Regions from separate parts of the Sus scrofa genome. Here region 2 is linked to region 1. Evidence: chromatin contacts called from public HiChIP or PLAC-seq data. All regions are on one chromosome and are shown on one strand. The core of a region is the stretch at or near the end of the contact, and the rest is flanking DNA. Distances in the headings are between cores, read along the strand shown. Region 1 overlaps WBP1L (WW domain binding protein 1-like). Region 2 overlaps PCGF6 (polycomb group RING finger protein 6).

Region 1 (6,366 bases), core at 1,799-4,298:
GCGTAAACCTAAGTTGTAGCGAGACGTCTCCCACATTCACTGCTGAGATTGGCTTGACTGAGCTTGCGCTGCTCTCCTGATGCCGGCTGACTGAAGACTAGCCACGGTTGGAGGAGCCCTCAAAGAATGGTCCTGAGGCCAGAAAGGAGCTCTGGGAGCAAACCTGCTGCAGTCCTGTAACCTCTTCTCCAGCCCCTTCCACCCGGCTCCCGGGGTGGGGTCGCACCCAAGGGAGGCAGCACAAATAAGCACAGGGCATTCTGCTGAAGAGCCTGGCTCCAAGCATGTTTCACTCAGTTCTAAAAGGTTCTGGGCTAACTACTTTTTTGTATTATCTACATTTACTTGTCCAGCATAATCTCACAATCCTTTATACTTCCATGTTACTTCATAATTTTAAAAGTACATTTTCGCTAACTCTATTTTTTTTTACCAAGTCATTTTTTCAGTTGTTTCTTACCTTAAGGTAAATTAACTTTTAACCCTAATGCTGCAGTATATATGATCTAAGGCCAAACTTCTCAGCTTTTGTAATATACTTTTAATAAAAATCTCATATGCTGATTTTCATGTTGACCAAGCAATTCTGGTTCCCTCCCTTCCTAGCATGTAGGTAGGCTTGAACTTCCTGGCCCCCTTATGACTGGGGGACACTTTGGGGCTGCTAATTTTTTTTTTTTTCTTTCTTCTTTCTTTTGCAGCCACACCAACGGCATAAGGAAGTTCCTGCGGCAAAGGAACCTTAACCCACGAGCGCCTCCACAGAGACAGGCCAGATCATTAATCCAATGCATCACAGCAAGAACTCCTGGGACTACTTCTAACTAAGGAATTGAGGTTGGAAGTGACAGATGCCACTTAGGGGCCAGAATGTTTCTTGTTGACGTGAGATCCTCTATTAGTCTCCTTTCTAGCAAGTCACAACATTCCAGATCCTGACCAGCCTGGCCCCAGAAGATAAAGAAGTAGGAGCAAAGCTCCCATCCAACCTGTGATGGGCATACAGTGTGAGCAACAAACCTTTTAGTTTAGGCCACTAGGAGTTTGGACTTATTTATTACTCGGTTATTACTAAGCATAACCTATAGCCTATCCTGACCGAGAGAGTACCTTTACAGGCTTTTCTGGGGGAGAGAACTTTAAATGTTCATGATTCTGAACTTGGAAAATAGACTTGTGGCTGCCAAGGGGGAGAGGGAGGGAGTGGGATGGATGGGGAGCTTGAGGTTAACAGATGCAGACTACTGCCTTTGGAATGGATTAGCAATGAGATCCTGTTGTGTAGCACTGGGAACTACGTGTGGTCACTTATGATGGAGCAGGATAATGTGAGAAAAAAGAATGTATACATGTATGTGTAACTGGGTCACCATGCTATACAGTGGAAAATTGACAGAACACTGTAAACTGGCTATAATGGAAAAAAATAAAAATCATTATAAAATAAATAAATAAATAAATAATAAAATAAAATGTTCATGATTCTTAAGAGAATCCTTATTCCAGAAAAGCCTGAGTTCCACCGAACTAGAAGTATAATAGAAAAAGAGAAGTTCCCATCGTGGCTCAGTGGAAACACATCTGACTAGTATCCATGAGGATGCAGGTTCAATCCCTGGCCTCGCTCAGTGGGTTAAGGATCCCATGTTGCTGTGAGCTGTGGCGTAGGTTGCAGATGTGGTTCAGATCCTGTGCTGCTGTGGCTGTGGTGGAGCCAGTGGCTACAGGTCCTATTTGACCCCTAGCCTTGGGAACCTCCATATGCTGCAGGTGTGGCCATAAAAAGACCAAAAGAAAAAAGAAAAAGGTTTTCTCTGTTTGTTTGTTTTGAGGAATAATCAGGCAGGGTAGAAGGAGACTAGAGAGAAAAATGAGACAAGTGGAAGGCATACCCTTGGCAGAGTTATCCTAATCAGATCTAACAGCACCAGCAAACCCAAATGTTTAATGAAATTCCATCAGCTGTTTCTTCTCATGTGGTATCATGGGTAGAAAAACTCTCCCTACCAAGGATCACGTGTATGCTATTACATAAGTCTCAAACTGCATTTTAATTTCTACATTTCTAATATAGTATCGCAAAGTATTATTAGTGTGGTTCAAAACTGGGGGAAAACAGGAAGTTCCCGAGGTGGCTCAGCAGTAATGAGCCGGACTAGCATCCATTACAATGTGGGTTTGATCCTTGGCCTCACTCAATGGGTTAAAGATTCGGTGTTACTGTGAGCTGTGGTGTAGGTCGCAGATGTGGCTTGGATCTGACATTGCTGTGGCTGTGGTGTAGGCCAGCGGCTGTAGCTCCAAATCGACCCCTAGCTTGGGAACTTCCATATGCCTTGGGTGTGGCTCTAAAAGGATAAAAAAAAAAAACAAACAAAAAAAAACAAAACTGGGGGAAAACAAAGAACTCCCTGGTGGTCTAGTGGTTAGGACTTGGCGCTTTCACTGCTGCGGAACCCAGTTCAATTCCTGGTCTGGGAATTGAGATCCCACATCAAGCTGCTGCACACCACGGCCAAAAGAAAAGGAAAAAAAAAAAAAAAAGCCTTAAAAACAAACAAACAAAAACTGGGGGGAAACTATCTTGGGAACAGAAGGGGCCTGGAAGGGGAATGGTCCAGAAAAGCCCCCTAACGACTGGTCCCACTTGAAGGAGTTAACTGTGGGAAGACAGACAGCATTCTGGTCTATCCCTCACGCAACAGATTCACTTGGCAGCTATTCTAGTCAAAGCCGTGTCCCATCAACTTTAAAAGGGGGACCATCCAGACTAGTCCCTGCGGAGTTGTGCAAACTTTTGATATTTTCACTAGATTTCACAAACAAGGAGGAAAGTCTTAAAAAGGCAAACCTCATGAAAGAGCCACACAGACAAAGAAGGCAGCAGGACGCCCTCCTCCTCAAACTCATTACCTCCCCGGAAGACTGCATTCCCCAGTGACCTTTGAAAGCTGCGACCTCGTGGTGGGGTGCATTTGTCATGCTAAGCAAAATGGAAAACATGTTTTTAAAAACAATCACAGTCCAATGTAGGAACTGAGTCATGTGCCCCAGAGTTCACTATAAACTTGGGAAAACACCACTCCCCAACTGGCAGGAAATTCCTCATTAGGAAGCCAAAGTATACTGTAAATTAGCTCTCCTTCTAGCCCACAGGATGGTGGGTGACCTCCCTGGCCCCTCAGAGCTCTTAGCTCCTGCCACTGCCACTGTGGAAAAGGCCTGAATTGGGGAAATGAAGACTTCGGAGGACTTGCATTGGAAAGCATGGACACGTTTCATTCCCAGCTTTGTGACCTTGGTCGCTTTGCTTTTACTTTCCTCCTCTATAAAATGAAGACAATAATGGTTTCTACCCACTTGGTCCCGGTGAGGATAACGAAGTTAATATATGCAGAGTACTCTAAACCATGTCTGGTGTGTAATAGGTTCTCTAGCTTATTATTTTTGGGGGCCACATTAATGGCATGTGGAAGTTCCTGGACCAGGGATTGAACCCAAGCCACAGCAGTGACAATGCCAGATTCTCAACCTGCTGTGCCATAAAGGAACTCTAGCTTATTCTTACCATTGTTGTTCCAGGCACGGTCACAGATGGAAAGGGCTTCCTTTAAATTTCCTTTCTAACCCCCTAACCGTATTCCATAAAAAACTGAGGGAGTTACAAGCCCAAAGTTCCCTTCTAGGTCCTACTTTTGCCTCAATTCACTGGAAAACCAGCCCACCTACTACTGATCTAGAAGCCTGGATGCTAGGAGCTGGGCTCCAGACGGGGCTTGGAAGGAGACCCCAGGCCTCTGGTGTCCACTCTGCTCAGGGTGGCAAATGTTACAGCCCCCCCCTTAAGACCGGCTCAACAATGTGTATCTCAAGACAAACTAAAAAGAATAAAAGTCAGCAGGTGAAAAGCTGAGCAGAGTTAAACGGATTGGATTTGATAAAAATCTGTTTCACGTCCCCTCAGGGAAATTTCCACCATCTAGAAACAGACCCCTCTTCCCCACTGAAGCCCAAATCAGGGAAAATGACACCTGAATGAAGGTCCCCTGAATTATCTCAGGAACGGAAATTCCCAACTCTGACCTCTCCCTGGAAAATGGAGCTTGGTGAGTAGACAGAGCCCTGGGATGAGCATCAGGAGACGGGTTCAGGCTCTTTGTTTGGCCTTTAGCACATTCTTAGCCTCCTGGGGTCTCAAACTTTTCTCTTTGCTCTCTCTGGCCATGCAGGGCATGCTCAGTGGAACTCCAACATGCATATCTGAGACCCTCCATGACCTGGGCCAACCGCCCTTCCAGCCTGACACTTGAGAATTCTCGAAGGGGGTGACTTTGTGTGAATCCCACTGAACCCACGACTCAGCGTCCCTGGCTCTGCATACAGGGCAGGGTTGTTCTTGGGGCCAGAGGGGCCGACCTGCATGATGACCTTACCAAGTTCTATGCACATCAGTACCCTCATCCCCACCCCACCCCCAGGGGAGCCCCACAGCCCCAGGAGAAAGGCTAACGCGCTGCAGGCTCTGTTCTTTCCAGGGGGACCTTGACCTATGGTGTTTGGTGTTCCTCTGCCTGGGAAGTCATTCTACCCTTCTCCATATGTTCTTCAAGGCCTATCTCAAATGGCACCGCCTCCACGCAGTCTGCCTGGATCCTGCCCAGCTAGCGCAAACGCTCCTGGCAGAGACACTCAGCTCTGTACTTTGCATTACTAGTGAGTGAAGCATGTGTTTCACCTCTTCTCTCTGCTAAGAGACTCCCTTCTTGATGGCAAGGATTCTGTCTCCCCACACCCTCTAACACAGAAGAGGCCACAGCATCCAGTAGGAACTTGTTAGAATGGCAAACTCTCAGGTCCACTGCAGACCTGCTGAATCAAAAACTCTGGGAGTGGGGCCGAGAAATCTGTGTTTTAATAGGCCCTCCAGGAAACGCAGATGCTTGCCAAGTCTGAGAACCACTGGAACAAGTTTGCTGAATAAATGACTGAATGATGAGGGAAAGTACAACTGCCATAAAAATGCACGGGATGATAATAAGAATGACCAGGTCCTTACAGCCTCAACCACAGCAGTGGTAAAACCGGACCTTCTCTTCTGGACTGACACAGACCCAGTAATGATGACTGGCTTATGTTACAAGAGGCGGAAAAGACCTGGAAGAAAGGGTGCTGGCTGCAGCTTAAGGTCTGTGTGTGCTTGTGTGTCTGTGTAACGTCGTGTGTGCGTGCGTACGTGTGTGTGTGTGTGTGTGTGTGTGAGAGAGACAGTCCTCAACACACAGGAAAATTCAGCTTAGTAGTGGTATGAGGGTTGGTGGAAATGGCATTATTTTCCCCGTAAGGCCTTCCCTGTAAGCAACTCTAGTTAAAGAGGTACTTTGATGAAAACCCTGCCAAGGATTTCCTGGCTGAGATTTTTCCTTCCAAAGGAAAGAGACCAAAAGAATAACCCAAAGCCCATTACTTCCACGTTTCAGGCAAAGTTCAGAGGCAATTAGAGGGAACCAGGTTCAAAGGGACAAAAAGCACAGTCCTGATGAGAACTGAAAGGGCTCATTCCTACACCCAGCCTCCCTCCTATACATAGCAGGCTCAGGCCAGGCCCTCAAGAAGGAGGAAAACCAAAGAATTCTGACAGGCGGCGAACACTCACTGGGCATCTTCTGACCAAAAAGCCATGTCTGGGCACAGGCCCAGGAGGAAAGGTCTGCTTTTACAGAATCTGGAAAGCACGAGCCAACCTGGACAGGGTGAGTCTCTCCTCCCCGTCCTGCCCCTGGTCTCTGTCTGGCCACCCCTTTCCCAGCTTACCAGAACTGTGCAGCTCTTTCTCTGGCTCTCTTCGGGCCCTTGGGTGAAGGGCCTGGTTCCCAGCCTATCTGCCTGCCTCCCTGCCATCTGGGTCCCCCTGTCCCTGCCGCCCTTCCCCTCAGCCCTGGCTTGGGTGACCCAATTCCGGTGGCCACGGAGTCTGCTCTGCCAACGGCCCAGGAGGCCTTGTCAATCTGAGACAGGGCCATCAGCAGCTCCATTCCTTTCCACAACTGATGCGCCTGGGCTGGGCCCCAGAAAAACAAACCAACCACAGCTCTGGGGCTTTTTGGCAGCCCAGCTTCAACTTTTGTTTTAACAAGGGGTGGGGGGAACTTGAAACCTGTGGTTATCTGCATTTTAAAACATTTAAACACAGTCTGTCCACCTGCCTGGGTACTCTGTGTTTCTCAAGCGTGTCCCTCAGCCCCACCCCTTCTAAAATAGCGCCGGCAACTCCAGGCCTGCCTTTGCTGCTGCTGATGTACGGGGAGGACTGCTGGGGACGTCTTGGGCCCTGTTCTCTCCCTGGGGAGGAGTCTGCGCTTACCCACC
Region 2 (6,366 bases), core at 2,492-4,991, 390 kb before region 1:
TGTGGTGTAGGTCGAAGACATGTCTCAGATCCCTCGTTGCTGTGGCTCTGGTGTAGGCTGGCAGCTACAACTCCGATTTTACACCTAGCCTGGGAACCTCCATATGCCCTAAAAGACAAAAAAATAAATAAATAAAATGTACTTTGGGACTCCTAAAATAAATTTACCAGATGGGGGAAATGCTGTTCAGTATCGTCAGGGAGGACTAGGGTGGGATCTAACTCATAAACCAAGGACTGGAGAGGATGGCTAAGATGAAGGACTGTCTTAGTTGACTGAGAGATGCTATTCTCTCTAGGAAGGTGAGACTACAGTGCATATGTGAAGACCACCACGAAGGCTTCCTGATTTTTCTAGGAATCACTGCTGTGATGGACTACTGTTGCTGATGAGTGTGTTCTTATCCCCTACATGGGTTAAGTACAAGTGGATTAGTGAATGTGAAATTAGTGAAACGTGTTTTATATTTCTCTACTTTGTAACTCAAGGTCTGGGCAGATTCTGGTTTGCTCGTTGCAGTGAACACCCTTGACTGCCTACCTACCATCCATTCTGCACCCCTCCTCCCTGTCAAAAATCTGAGTTTTTGAATTCCCATTGTGACTTAGCAGGTTAAGGACCTGAGGTTATCTCTGTGAGGATGCATGTTCGATCCCTGGCCTTGCTCATCAGGTTAAGAATACAACATTGCAACAGCTGCAGCATAGGTTGCAGATGTGGCTTGGATCTGGTATTACTGTGGCTATGGCATAGGCCGGCAGCTGCAGCTCTGATTCAACCCCTAGCCTGTGAACTTCCATATGCCACAAGGGTGGCCATAAAAAGAAAAAAAATATCTGAGTTTTGCTCAGCTATCCTCTCCATCCCCATACCAAGGACAAAATATAATTAATCAATGTGTGAGCCTTCCTTGGCAATGATTATTGGTCCTGGGGATCTTCATGTGTCCTAAATCATCCCAGTTAGGTTGAAGGGAAGGACTTAGAATCTTGTGTTTACATGAATAAGGAAACTTGTAACCATCCTATAAGCATGAAGGGAACATGTTTTAGGATGAAGGCAACCCTGAAGCCTGCAGGGCAGAGAAATGAAACCTGTTCCCTGTGGCAGTGTCAGTCACTGTACCATGTGCCCTGGAGCCTACCATACCTCTAGATAAGTTTAAGCCTGTTTTAAACAAGATACAAGGTTTAACAGAAACAGGGTTTCCTGTTACTTGTGGTCAAAAGTTTCCTAACTTCTATAGTCACTGGTTTGCTTTGTAATCTCTGGTTTATGCATTTTATATTTTATTTATTTATTTATTTTTTCCCACTGTACAGCAAGGGGGTCGGGTTATCCTTACATGTATACATTGCAATTACATTTTTCCCCCACCCTTTCTTCTGTTGCAACATGAGTATCTAGACATAGTTCTCAATGCTATTCAGCAGGATCTCCTTGTAAATCTATTCTAGGTTGTGTCTGATAAGCCCAAGCTCCCGATCCCTCCCACTCCCTCCCCCTCCCAAGGTTTATGCATTTTATATGTAACACATAAAAAAGTAAAAAGAAAGAAGATTGCTTTGTGGGCTGAGAGAATAATGGTCTGTGGGACAAAATTTGTTTCTATAAAAGCTGTTGTGAGTTGTGTGCTTCTTCCTGTGTTGCATGCCTTTCTGTTCCTACAAATGTTCACATCCAAAGATAAATTCCTTAAATCAATTTCTATTTGTACTTCTTGTCCCCAAAATAATGAGATATTTGCTTAGCTTCCTTTTAGCCCAGAAAGTGCTTTACTGAGGTTGATGTGGAATGTCAAGATGAGGACATCCAGTCGGTTAGGAAATGCCTTTATTGACTAATGGCATAAGGTCTAAACTTATCTATGCTTATCAAAGAATTGGTTTCCCCAATAGATGAGTAAATGCCTTTTCTCATTCTGACATTAGTATGCTTTAGTCGCAATCGAATGCCTCCTAACCTGAACATGTGAAATGCTCTAGAGGGGGCTGGCAGTTCTGGTGCCACAGGGAAGAAGTGTACCATTTTTGTCCAACAACTCATCACTTATTTTAGATGGACACTTAGAGACCAAGGTTGGAGTGGCTGGTGATGTAGCAGATTTACCTGGAAACAAATTGTACTAAAGTCTCACTCAGGTTCCTGCTCAAGAGACTGCTGAAGATTTCACAGGATAGAGCACAAAGATGTAAGAGTGAGAGCCCTAATCAGCTATACTTTAATAAAATAATTTTTTTTGGGCTGTACTTGAGGCATATGGAATTTCCAGGGGCAGGGAAGAAATCCAAGCCAAAGCTGCCACAGTTGCAGTGTGGCAACATCAAATCCTTAACCCACTGCACTGGGTCAGGGATTGAACACGTGCCTCAGCAGCAACCCGAGCTACTGCAGAGACAACACTGGATTATTAACCCCATATGTCACTGTGTGAAATCCTAAAATAAACTTTCAAAAATTTGATTGCTTTCAAAGTTACATGGTAGAATATACTGTCATCAAAAAAGTATACGTTGAAGTCAACGTGAGCAATACAAATTAATAGTTTCACACGTTTGTAAAACAAAAACCAAACCAAAACAAAAAGAATGAGACCCCTGATGTGCTGCCCTTAAAAAAGTAATTTAGGAGTTCCCATTGTGGCTCAGTGGGTTAACAACCCAACTAGTATCCATGAGGATGCAGGTTCGATCCCCGGTCTTGCTTAGTGGGTTAAGGATCCATCATTGCCCTAAGCTCTGGTGTAGGTCACAGATGCGGCTCAGATCCTGGCAGCTGCAGCTCTGATTTGACCCCTGGCCTGGGAATTTCCATATGCCTCAGGTGCCTCCATAAAAAAAGAGAAAAAGGAGTTCCCATCGTGGCTCAGTGGTTAACGAATCCGACTAGGAACCATGAGATTTCAGGTTCGGTCCCTGGCCTTGCTCAGTGGGTAAAGGATCTGGTGTTGCTGTGAGCTGTGGTGTAGGCTAGCAGCTACAGCTCCAACTCGACCCTCCTACATATGCCGTGGGAGTAGCCCAAGAAATGGCAAAAAAAAAAAAGAGAGAGAAAAGGAAAGGAAAAAAAATAATTTAATCTACTTTCAGAATTGTAAAAGGCATTAAGTTAAAATCTGCTCACAATCCTACCACACATTCATTTAGTTACTCATTTATTTAAAAGTACATATGGAACCCCCAGGGTGCCAGACCCTTGGCGAGGAGCTGTATCCCCTCTCCGTGGACATGATAGACACAGTGGACAGGATTATCCCTGCCCTCTTGGCGCTTACAGCCTACTGAGGAGGCAGATATTAAAGACATAGTCACACAAATAGGTATTTAATTGTAATCGTGGGAAGGGAAGCAGGGATATGGGCAGCATGTTAAGAAAATACTGGGGTAACAAGGTTGGGAAGGCCTCCCTGAGTAATAGTGGAGCTAAGGCTGAAAGGACTAAGAGAGTTCAAAATGTTAAAAGAGCTTTTCAGTCAGAGGAAACAATGTAGGCGGGGACTTGGGACCAGCATCTGAAAAGTGCATTTAGAAGGAGCCTCCTGAACATGGAGGAAATGGTCCTATTTAGGAACTTGATTTCTTTTTAAAGTTTTTTTGAAATTTTTTTCACTATGGTAAAATATATGTAACATAAAATTTGCCATGTTAACCATTTGTAAGTGTACAGTTCAGTGGCGTAACTAGCAGTGTTGTGCAACCAACACCACTGCCTGTTTTCAGCACTTTTTTATCATCCCAAACAGAAGTTCTGGACCCATGAAGCAATAACTCCCTCTTCCTCCCAGTTGCCCAAGCCCCTGGTAACCTCTAATCTACTTTCTGTGTCTATGAATTTGCCTATTTTAGATATTTCACATAAGTGGAATCATATCATATTTGTCCTTTTGTGTCTGGCTTATTTTACTTGGCATAGTGCTTTCAAGGATTATCCATGTCGTAGCAGGTACCAGAATTTTATTTGTTGGTTTGTCTAAATAATATTTCATTGTGTAGATGTATCATATTTTATTTATCCATTCATGTGTTGATGGACATTTGTGTTGATTTTACTTTCTCACTATTATGAACAATGCTGCTATGAACACTGGCATTGAGTATCTGTTTGAATCCCTGTTTTCAATTCTTTTGTATATATACCCAGAAGTAGGATTGCTGGCTCATACAGTAATTCCATGTTTAGCTTTTCGAGGACCCATCACAGATGTTGCACCATTTGACATTCCTACCAGCAATGCAGGAGGGTTCCATTTTTCTCTCCATCCTTGCCAAGGCTTGCTATCTCTCTCTCTCTCTTTTTTTTTTTTTTCTTTCTCTCTCAATGTATATAGCTATCCTAGTAGCTATTTCATACCTACTAGGATACCTAATAGCTATCCTAGTAGGTATGAAATAGTATCATGATGTATTTGATTCTGACTCTTATGTCTCCTCAGGAATCTATCTCTCCTGAAACTCTGGAGTGTCAGGATCACTGATCTGGCATGCAGCTTATAATGACCTGCCTTCATGTTTTACCCAAATGTCTAATTTCCTAAATAGATGTTCAGCAACTCTGGGGTAGAATGTGGGTAAGGGTCAATTTAGATCTCCAGTATTTACCACCTGGTAGGTGTTCAATAGATAGAACAATCGTGGTAAAGGTTGCAGATCTTGTCTCTTACAATCTTTTAAATTTATTTTTTATCTTTTTAGGGCCACACCCACAGCATATGGAAGTTCCCAGGCTAGGGGTCAAATCAGAGCTGAAACTGCCAGCCCATGCATGCCACAGCCACAATAACTTGGGATCCAAGCCGTGTCTACAACCTACACCACAGCTCATGGCAACACCAGATTCTTAACCCACTGAGTGAGGCCAGGGATCAAACCTGCATCCTTATGGATGCTGGTCAGAATTGTTTCTGCTGAGCTACAACAGGAACTCCTGTCTCTTACAATCTTACGTTGTAAATCCAATGGAAGTTTTCAATGGGCACCTACTAGATTTTTGCTTGATTCAAATGAATGTTCATGAATGTTGAGGCCATTGATTGGTTGTTTACATTCCATTCACTTAAATGGCAGATGGGAATTCCTTGGTTGACTAGTGGTTAAGGATCTGACGTTGTCACTGCTGTGGCTCTGGTAAGTGCTGCAGGTGGGTTCAATCCTTGGCCCAGGAACTTCCGCATGCCTCAGGCAGGGCCAAATAATTTTTAAAATGATGATAATAATAGTACAAAATAAATTGATCTCTGCAGTCCTCTTATGTCATCGGTTACTCTCCACTGAACTTCCAGTAAGATTCCAGATCATTTATATGGTCTACAGTGTCCTGTGATGTCTAGCCCTGCCTCCTTCCAGGACCATTTTTTGGTCACTTTCTCCCTTTCTCTCTAGGCTTCTGGTTATTCTGTGGAAATATAAGGCTCATCCCTAATTTGGGGCCTTTGTACCCACTGGTCCCTCTTTTAGAAATTCTCTCCTCCTCCAAGTAAGCCCCTCTATTACTTTTTTTACTTAAAAAGTCCTATTGGTCCTGCAGGTCTTACTGAGATGTTACTTCCTTAGGGGAATGTTTCCTGGGATCCTCATCAAGACCCTATTTTGTTCTCCCTCAGAGCATCTTTTACTTTTCCTGCATAATACTTACAAAATAATTATTTGTTTTTTTAAAGTCCAGGAGTTCCCGTCGTGGAGCAGTGGTTAACGAATCCGACTAGGAACCATGAGGTTGCGGGTTTGGTCCCTGCCCTTGCTCAGTGGGTTAACGATCCCGCGTTGCCGTGAGCTGTGGTGTAGGTTGCAGATGTGGCTCGGATCCCGCGTTGTTGTTCTGGCTCTGGCGTAGGCCGGCGACTACTGCTCCGATTCGACCCCTAGCCTGGGAACCTCCATATGCCGCGGGAGCGGCCCAGGAAATAGCAAAAAAGACAAAAAATAAAAAAAATTAAAAAAATAAAGTCCATCTCTCCAAGCACTTAGAAACCTGCATGAGGGCAGAAACTCATGTTTCTGTGGATCAGTATTAGGCACCTGGTAGGAGCTGAGTGCATATTTTTGAAGAGATGTAGGTGCTCTTAAGTCTTAAATGGATGTCCTGTCTCAAGTTGGACTAGATGTTTCTAGCTAGACTAAATTTTTTCTGATTAACTGTCTCTACCCGTAATGCCTGTACGGCTACTTATGGCAGTAAGTGCTGGCCTTATGCTGTTAGAGAAGGAGGGAGGAAAAAGAGAAGAGACTTTAAAGCTGGCTGATTGGATCTATGACTGAATACTTCCTGGGAACAAGATTTGGGGGCAGGCTGTTTCTAGGCTCCAGGCCAGGGTGTTGAGCAATGCTTGAATTTCTCTGAGGGGTTCTGCCAAGAAGCAGAAAACTGATG

Evidence for each region. HiChIP or PLAC-seq counts read pairs in DNA pulled down with a chosen protein or histone mark.
Region 2: a contact with region 1 is called in an H3K27ac HiChIP or PLAC-seq map of alveolar macrophages. The contact joins two enhancer-like sites. A contact is called at or near these places in 2 of 47 Hi-C or Micro-C datasets (epiblast stem cells and skeletal muscle) and 1 of 2 datasets of contacts at active chromatin or transcription factors (alveolar macrophages).

The regions. Positions count from the first base shown.
Region 1 is chr14:113,786,788-113,793,153 of Sscrofa11.1, reverse strand. The region is part of intron 2 of WBP1L (WW domain binding protein 1-like); the gene reads right to left. Among named protein-coding and RNA genes, the nearest start is that of CYP17A1, 30 kb to the left of the region's middle. Within about 2 kb of position 3,048, at least 25 of the 83 cell types and tissues checked have an H3K27ac peak or open chromatin away from gene starts, as enhancers often do. A contact at or near this core is called in alveolar macrophages, where this site is marked.
Region 2 is chr14:114,172,691-114,179,056 of Sscrofa11.1, reverse strand. The region is part of intron 10 of PCGF6 (polycomb group RING finger protein 6); the gene reads left to right. Among named protein-coding and RNA genes, the nearest start is that of NT5C2, 8.4 kb to the right of the region's middle. Within about 2 kb of position 3,741, at least 10 of the 83 cell types and tissues checked have an H3K27ac peak or open chromatin away from gene starts, as enhancers often do. A contact at or near this core is called in alveolar macrophages, where this site is marked.